Linked DNA regions of Sus scrofa: all the other regions are linked to region 2. Evidence: chromatin contacts called from public Hi-C and promoter capture Hi-C data. All regions are on one chromosome and are shown on one strand. Each heading gives the region's core, a stretch centred on a gene start, on an enhancer-like site or on the middle of the called end of the contact. The rest is flanking DNA. Distances are from core to core; before and after follow the strand shown.

Region 1 (2,700 bases), core at 55-2,554, 150 kb before region 2:
ATATAGCCCCCAGCCCTATTTCCGGCCCTGACCCTCCTGAGCATCTCTCAACCTCGAACTTCTACTTTTCTCCATTACTGGAACCCTTACCCTAGGCCCACCTCGACCCCCAGGCCCTCAGAATTTGGCTTCTTGTTGCCCCCCCAAAGAGGTCCAGAGCACCTCCTTCTCATCAGTTTGAGCCTTCTCCTCAAATCCAAGGTTCTTCAGCTCCAGTCATAGCTACCGACCTCCTTCAAACTTAAACCCTGAGCCCTGAGACCCCAAGTCCCTCAACCCATATACCTCGGCTCTGGGAGCCCCCAGAGGGTCCCCTAATCTCAGCGCCCTCGACAGCCCCGGCGCCCGGGCCCCTCAAGCCCAGGTCCCCATAAAACTCCCGGCAGGTGCGTCCCTCAGGCATGGGACCCTCAGACATCCAGGCCCAAGTTCCCCCATACCTCACGCGGGAGAATCCCTCAGGCTAGGGACCCCCAACCTGCAGGCACGCGAGTACCCCAGGCCTGGGTGCCTCCAAACTCCTGGCAAGCGGGTTCCTCAAGGAGGGGTACTCCCAGACCCCCGGCGCGCGGGTCCCTCAGGCCTGGGGCCCCTTACTGCCCCACCCCCCACCCCCCTGTCGCCTGGCCAATCTCCCGCGCGGCCTCACCCGGGCGGGCCAGTGAGGGTAGCCCTTCATCTTGGCGAACACCAAGTCCCCGGGCTTGAAGGCGTGCGGCATGCTGGCGGCGAGAGGCCCAGGCCGCGGGAAGCGGCAGCGGCGGCGACAGCGGCTGCGGCGGAGGCGGCGGCAGCGGGAGGCGAAGCTGGGGGCGGGAGCAGGGCGCCGAAGGGGCGGGGGCGGCGGCCTGGTTAGCGAGTCGGAGCGTGTTTATTGGCTTGTCTGCCGCCGGAAGTCCCGCCCTCCGACCATCAGGGGTGGGCGACGCCGTCGCTCAGGACCACGTGCGGGGATAGAGGAGCATGGGGACCAATAAGAAGAGGGGTTGGAGCAGAGCAAGTTAACGGGATTGGATAACGGATACAGGCAAGGGGGCGTGACGTGGAGGCCTAATGGGAGGGGACGGAGGTTATGGGAGGTGAAAGAGGAAAGGTGGGAGGAGGGAAACAGGCGGACAGCAAGTGAAGAAGCGGGCAGCCAGAGTCGTTTAGGGCGGGGTATAGGGTAGCGGGGAGGGCATTAGACGGCCATAGGAGGAGGAGCCTTAAGTAGCCAGCATGCTATTGGATATCATAGGAAAGAAGGCCCAATCAATGTAAAGGGAGGGTCATTGGTAGCCTCCCGGTACCCTGAGGAGGGGCTTAATATAGATCTGCAGGCCATTGGATACCACGAGAGAAGCGGCTCAAGGTAGAGAGTGGGCATTGGCTATCACAGGAGGAGGAGCTGAAGCACCTGTCCACCATTGGATATCGTGAGACAAGGTTCAACTCAAAATAGGGACGCGCCGTTGCAGGCTTGAGAGGGTGGGGCTTGGGTAGAGGCGGGAGGTATGGGGGGTTCTGAGGAAAAATAGCCAAAAAAAAGGGCACGAAACACTTATTTCTTCACTCAGGACAAGTTTATTGAGCGCCATGTGCCAGAGCCACAAAATATGCAATATACATAGTAATTCAGTGGAGAAAAATGTATTGAGCACTGCCATGGATAAGTTACTGTAAATTACTATAATCTCTGCTTCAGTATCCCCATCTGTAAAATGGGATTCATAATGGTAGGGATCCTATGTGAAGATTAAATGACATCACCACCCCTAAGGCTCCGGAAACTGTGCCTGGCAGTAGGAAGTACTTGAAGCACTAAGTGCTATTAACCCTGCTTTTGAGAATTCAGTGTCTAGCAGGGCAAGGAAATGTTCATTTCTTTCTAAATAACTCAAAAGTAAAATAGAGTTCTTGAGAAAGAGCTGAGTAATGGCGGAAACTTTCCCTATCCTGGGGAACCAATAGGTTTTTCTCTGAAGAAATAGGTTTTTTTTGTTTTGTTTTTTTGTCTTTTTGCTATTTCTTGGGCCGTTCCTGCGGCATATGGAGGTTCCCAGGCTAGGGGTCCAATCGGAGCTGTAGCCACTGGCCTACGCTAGAGCCACAGCAACGCGGGATCCGAGCCGCATCTGCAACCTACACCACAGCTCACGGCAACGCCGGATCGTTAACCCACTGAGCAAGGGCAGGGACCGAACCTGCAACCTCATGGTTCCTAGTCGGATTCGTTAACCACTGCGCCACGACGAGAACTCCTGAAGAAATAGTTTAACCAGAGGTCAAAGATGATTAGACCAGTGGGTGCTGGAAGGGCATTTGGGGCAGAAGGATCCTATTGTATGCCTTGTGAATATCGATGGCCTGTTTGGGTTTTATTTTAACTTTATTTGTTCCCTTGGAGGCGCAGCAGAAACCAACCCGACTAGGAACCTTGAGGTTGTGGGTTTGATCCCTGGCCTCGCTCAGTGGGTTAAGGATCCAGCGTTGCCATGAGCTGTGGTGTAGGTCTCAGACGCGACTTGGATCTGGTGTTGCTATGGCTCTGACGTAGGCTGGCAGCTATAGCTCCGATTCTACCCCTAGCCTGGGAGCTTCATATGCCTTGGTTGCAGCCCTCAAGACAAAAAACAAACAAACAAACAAACAAAAAAACTTTATGAAAAAAATGGAGGGATTTGATCCCAGGGTACAGATATAATACTTTAGTTTCAAGAA
Region 2 (2,700 bases), core at 66-2,565:
GGTTGGGGGCAGTGAGAGAAGCAAAGGGAACCTTGGCCAGTTCCAGAGCAAACACATTTTCTCTTTTTCCATAAGGTGGCTTGCTCAGTTCCCCCTAATAGAGGAGTAAGATGGGTGGTCAGGAAGGACTGGACCCCAGATTCCCTTCTCCAGGCCCCCTGAGGTGGGTAGGTGCCTGTGGCTTGGAGTGCAAGTCAGAGCTGACTCCACCCCAGGAATAGTGGGGCTGGGGGCCATGAAAGCGCTTTGCTTTCCTGATTTGAAAAATGGGCTTCTAACAGGAAAACCCCAGAAAGCTCGAGGAAGGATCGCCAGGAGGGAGTGACTTGTTTTTTCCCCTTGGGGAAATGGAGGCACAGAGGGGGAGGGACACCCCGCAGCTCATTTCTGACTGGATGCCATGATATGGCCTGACTTGGAGTGGCGTTTGACACCCACCAGGTCTCTTCACGGAGTTGGAGGTTCTCCATCTCCCCTCCACTGTTAGCCCCATTTTCCAGATAGAGAAACTGAGGCCCGGAGCTGACAAAACAAGGCTCCTCATTCGTACGTGCCCCCACCTCCCCACCCCTCTTCTGCTTTGGATGAGCTGCCCAACACGAACCTGTTGAACTCGATCCTCCCTCCAGAAGAGCCTTCACACAGCCCCCCACCCCACCCCGCCCTCTGCAATCAGCGACAGGCAGCAGCATCCCTGGGGACTGCCAGGGAGCACAGTGGGTAATTGTCCTGTTTTCTGTCAGCTGCAAGGCAATTCCCTGCTCGAGGATGAGCTGTTGACAGATCTCATCAAATCCAAGTCCTCTCCCTGTCAGATAAATACGCGACGTCTAAGGTATAAATATTTGAAAGGGGCCTTCTAATTACAGTGTGTGTCAGGAATAGCAATTAGAGGCCCCGGAGGCAGAATCAAATGGGCGTTTGACTTTCCTGTGCTTTTGAGCTGGCTTCTCCTGGGGCTGCCCCCACTCTACTCCAGGAGCAGGGAGTGGGAGGGACAGGAGGTGGTGGACGAGGAGGGGAGTGAGCTGGGGGTCCAGAGACTCCGTGGTGCTGTGACCTTGAAGAGTCACCTAACCCCTTGGGCTTTGGATTTCCCATCAGGGGAGAGGGAGCAAGGGAGTGAAGCCAGGTTGCCAGTATTGCATGGATAAGGGGAAGGAGGTGCGTGGTCTGGGGGGGTCTGGGCTGAGGGGACCTGCCTTCCCCCAGAACTCATGGTCTGAGAGACAGGTTTATTTTTTGTTTTTTTTTTCTCTTTTTAGGGCCACACCTACGGCATATGGAGGTTCCCAGGCCAGGGGTCAAATAGGAGATAGAGCTGCCAGCCTACACCACAGCCACAGCAACACAGGATCCAAGCCACATCTACGACCTACACCACAGCGCACGACAATGCCAGATCCTTAACCCACTAAGCGAGGCCAGGGATCAAACCGGCGTCCTCATGGATGCCAGTCGGGTTTGCTAACTGCTCAGCCACTATGGGAACTCAGCCCACCTGACCTTGGGTAAATGACCTGGTTTGCCTTCTCACCTGTGAAATGGGAGAACAATAGCTACTCTCGGTCAAGAGCCCACTGCCTGGCACTGTTTTTGGTGCTTCTAAAATTTTTTTTTTTTTTAAGATATAAGTCACACACTCCATAACTTACCCAATTAAAATGCACATTTCAGTGGGTTTTAGTATGTTCGTAAGATTATGCAACCATCACTAATTCCAGAACACCTTCATCCCCCCACAAAGAAACCCCGTACCCAAAGAACAGTCACTTCCCGTTCTTGCCAAATCTCCAGCCCCTGGCAACCAAGAGCCCATTCCCTGTCTCTGTGGATGTGCCTGTTCTGGACCTTTCATATCAATGGAATTACATACTATGTGACCTTTTCTGCCTGGCTTCTCTCACTGAGCATCACGTTTTCAATGTTCATCCAAATTGTAGCGTGTCAGTGAGTGTTTCGTCACTTTTTAGGGCTGAATAATAGTATTTTCTTGTATGGCACACAATAGGTGCACAATATATGCTTAGAGTGGATGGGACCTCAGGAAGTAGCCAGAGGAGGTCCCTGGCTGGGAACTGTGCCTGTCTTCTCTCTTTTTTTTTTTTTTTTTTTTTTGGTCTTTTTGCCTTTTCTAGGGTCACTTCCCTCGGCATACGGAGGTTCCCAGGCTAGGGGTGGAATCAGAGCTGTAGCTGCCTGCCTACGCCAGAGCCACAGCAACGCGTCTGCAACCTACACCATAGCTCATGGCAACGCCAGATCCTTAACCCACTGAGAGGCCAGGGATCGAATCCGCAACCTCATGGTTCCTAGTTGGATTCGTTAACCACTGAGTCACGACAGGAACTCCTGTCTTCTCTTGTTTTGAAGATCCCTGTGTCTGCAAGAGGGATGGGAGCCAAGGCATCAGGACAGTAGGGGACCAGGTGGGTACGACCCGCGGCGGGGTCTAAAAATTCCCAATCTGATGGAGACGTGGCCCTGCCTTCAGAAGCTCCTGGACACAGTCCTGCCTTTCTTCGCTCATAGTCTGACAGAGACATGGTCTTGCTCTCAGAAGCCCCAGTCTGATGGAGGAGCCATGGCTCTGACTTAAAGGGCTTCCAGTCTGATAGCAGAGGTGCGACCCTGCTCTTTGAAGTACCCAGTCAGATGGAGGAAATACCTGCTCGCCTTCAGGGGCTCCTGGTCTAATGG
Region 3 (2,741 bases), core at 151-2,650, 190 kb before region 2:
AGATTTATTTCCGCTGAGCCGCAGTGGGAACCCCAGGACTTAGGTTTTTACCCTGGGGGAGGTGGGAGCCCTGGAGGGCTGTGGGTAGAGGAACGACAGGAGCTGATTTGATGTTTATGGTCATTTTTATGATTTTTGCTGGGTTTCTCCCTCCTTGCTGTGCTGTGGCGGCCCTGTGGGGAGGTGAGAGGCGCTCCCAGGGTTTCCCAACCTCCCCAACCCCTCTCCCACTGGCCACTGCCCGCCACCTTTGGGAAGCATTGGCTGGAGAAGAGACTTCGGGAGACACCCCTGCTTTGTTCCCCAACTGTTTGGTAAACAGAGTGATAGCTCCAAGGAAACCATCCAGGGGTCATCACAGCGGCTGGACCCTCCCTCCTCCCGGCTTACAGCCCAGGGCCACCAACTGTCCTCCTGTCCTGTCAGCCCCACCAGCCCATAGCTGGGCTCCCTGGCCAGGGGCAGGCTGGGGGCATTCAGGGAGGGCACAGCTGGTTATTTTTCTACTTGCCTGTACCCCTACCCATAGACAGCCTGCTTGGCACACAGGCTCAGGCTCTGGGGCTGGGTTCAATTCCTGTCCCTGCTGTTTCCCAGCTCTATGGTGTCAGGCACTGGTTACCTCTTCCAGGAAGCCACCCTGGGTTGGCCCCAGCCCACCAGGACTGGATCTCATTCCTAAGGCACCCCTAGTTCTGTTGGTACCCTGTCTTGGTCTGTATTTCGGCCCTTTCTCAAGGCAGGTCCCTTCAGGAAAGTGACATCCCCTTCTCTGCTCAGGACAGATGCTGCTCCTCACTTTCTGCCTGGGCAGTGCTAAGCTGCTATTTGTTGAGCACCTGCTGGGTACCAAACACTGGGGTAAACAGGGCACATGCTTGACCTTATTTCACGCTCACAATCACCCTATGGTCCATTTAGCCAAACATTTATTAAGTACCAACTGAGTGCCAGGGATTGTTCTATGGCTGGGGACATAAAAGGGAACAAAAGATGGACCTGGTGGAGGTGTGGGAGGAGGCTGTGTGTGTGTGGGGGGAGGAACAACAGAGGGAACAGCAGGTGCAAAGGCCCTGCGGCAGCTCCAGGCCTGGAGATTTGGAGGAACAGAGAGGAGGCCTGTGTGGCCAAAGCACAGTGAGTGAGGGGGAGAGAAGGAGGGAGGGCAGAGTGGAGATAAGAACCATGCCTATCACAGAGGCCAAGAGAGTATGTGGGCTGTGCCTTGGGGGTAGAGGATTGCCCATGAATCATTCAGCCTGGTTAGGGCAGGTGCCACGGGCAGAGGCTGCTCAGTGCTGAGAGCAGGGGAAAGGTGCTGGGCCCAGGGCCCACGCCGGGCCTGGCAGGCAAGCACGTGACTGTCCAGGGCCCTCCCCCGGCCCACTGGCTGCCTGCCTCTGCCAGCCAAGCCTGCACCGCCCCAGACCCTATAAGGCCAGGGAGCTGAGAGCAAAGCCAGCTGCCAGCTGCGCCACTCGTCACTCCAGGAGACCCTCACACGGTCCAGGTGAGCATTGTCGGGGTGAGACTAGCCTGCAGGCAGGTGGGTTTCAGGGGACTGCTTGGGGTTAGGGGTGGGGGCAGGAGGCCCAGGAGCCCCTGTTCACACACCCTCTCTGCCTCCTTCCAGCCACTTAGAGGATTACCATGTCTGCACAAGAAGAAGGAGGCCGGGAGGCCCCCAAACCCAAGGGCAAGGTGAGGGCAGGCTTGGGAAGGAAAGACTCCAGATGGGGCCTGGAGAGCCCCCAGATCCATAGAAAGGTGACCTCCACATCCTGGGGGCTGGAGGGGCTTCCTGGGTGGGGTGGGAGGGCTCTGAGGGCCATGGGGCCAATCTTCCTTCCCGTCCCAAGCCGGAGGGTGGGGGTGGGGGGATGAAGCAAACCTCAGCTTCCCCCCACCGCTGGGTTACCTCAGCCCCTCCCTGGGCCTCAGTTTCCCCATTTGTAAAACATGGGCCGTGGAAGGAACAGGTCTTTGGAGATTCAGAGGATGAGTTTTTTCCTATGTCCACGGGAGGCAGGCTGAATCTGCCCATTGCCCAGGTGAGGAAACCGAGGCCCAGAGGGGCTGGGATGCTTTCCTGAGGTCACTCCGGAGCAAGGGCCCAAGGCGGTTTGGGAAGCCAGGCCCATCTGATGCTCCCCTCATGCTGCCTCCGCCACAGCCTGGCCCTACTCACGTTGTCCCCTACCCCATGCAGACCCTGAGCAGCTTCTTTGGGTCCCTGCCTGGCTTCAGTTCTGCCCGGAACCTAGTGGCCAACGCCCACAGCTCAGCGAGAGAGGCTCGGCCAGCCGCCGATACCGCAGGCGCTCCAGCCCCTGAGGCCACCCAGCCCCAGGCTCAGGGTGAGTGGCCAGCTCCATGGGAGGCAGGGGCTCTGGGGGTGGACCCCAGCACTGGGACTTCTTGGGAACACTTTGTAAGCACCTGCGGCATCTCAAGAGACCCTACAAGGCTGGCACACTCCTTTAGTGCCAGAGGGAACCGAGGTATAAACAAGGAAGGTGAGTGGCCCAAGGCAGTACAGCCAGCAAGCCTGGGGGTGTGGACGCGGCAACGCCTCCTCCCGCATTCTCAACCCCTCCTCCACCTTCCCTCACCTCGTTTCAGATGCCCAGAGGACCAGGGACTGGGCATTCTGCATGTCTAAGTTCATCAAAGATTTTGATCTTGGTTTCAGAGAGGAGCAGTGGCTTCCCTAGGGTCACACAGCCTGGGGGGCTCCCCTC

What was found. Promoter capture Hi-C pulls out the DNA fragments that hold promoters and counts their contacts. A called contact is a pair of places that touch in the nucleus more often than the background predicts.
Region 1: a contact with region 2 is called in a promoter capture Hi-C map of fetal liver, with 2.2 times the contacts expected there. The contact joins the promoter of UBXN6 here to the promoter of SHD in region 2. A contact is called at or near these places in 1 of 5 promoter capture datasets (fetal liver) and 1 of 47 Hi-C or Micro-C datasets (liver).
Region 3: a Hi-C map of epiblast stem cells shows a contact between it and region 2, with 2.9 times the contacts expected there. The contact joins the promoter of PLIN4 here to the promoter of SHD in region 2. A contact is called at or near these places in 3 of 47 Hi-C or Micro-C datasets (epiblast stem cells, fetal liver and heart right ventricle).

The regions. Positions count from the first base shown.
Region 1 is chr2:74,356,218-74,358,917 of Sscrofa11.1, forward strand. It overlaps UBXN6 (UBX domain-containing protein 6), which reads left to right and starts at 1,305. Exons shown (of 11, transcript XM_003123069.4): 1 at 1,305-1,425. HDGFL2 (hepatoma-derived growth factor-related protein 2) reads right to left here and starts at 820. Exons shown (of 16, transcript XM_005661325.3): 1 at 650-820. The coding sequence starts at 721.
Region 2 is chr2:74,505,540-74,508,239 of Sscrofa11.1, forward strand. It overlaps SHD (SH2 domain-containing adapter protein D), which reads right to left and starts at 1,316. Exons shown (of 6, transcript XM_003123062.5): 1 at 1-1,316. CCDC94 (coiled-coil domain-containing protein 94) reads right to left here. Exons shown (of 8, transcript XM_013994769.2): 8 at 2,291-2,700.
Region 3 is chr2:74,317,224-74,319,964 of Sscrofa11.1, forward strand. PLIN4 (perilipin-4) reads left to right here and starts at 1,401. Exons shown (of 8, transcript XM_021084054.1): 1 at 1,401-1,510; 2 at 1,634-1,701; 3 at 2,210-2,357. The coding sequence starts at 1,651.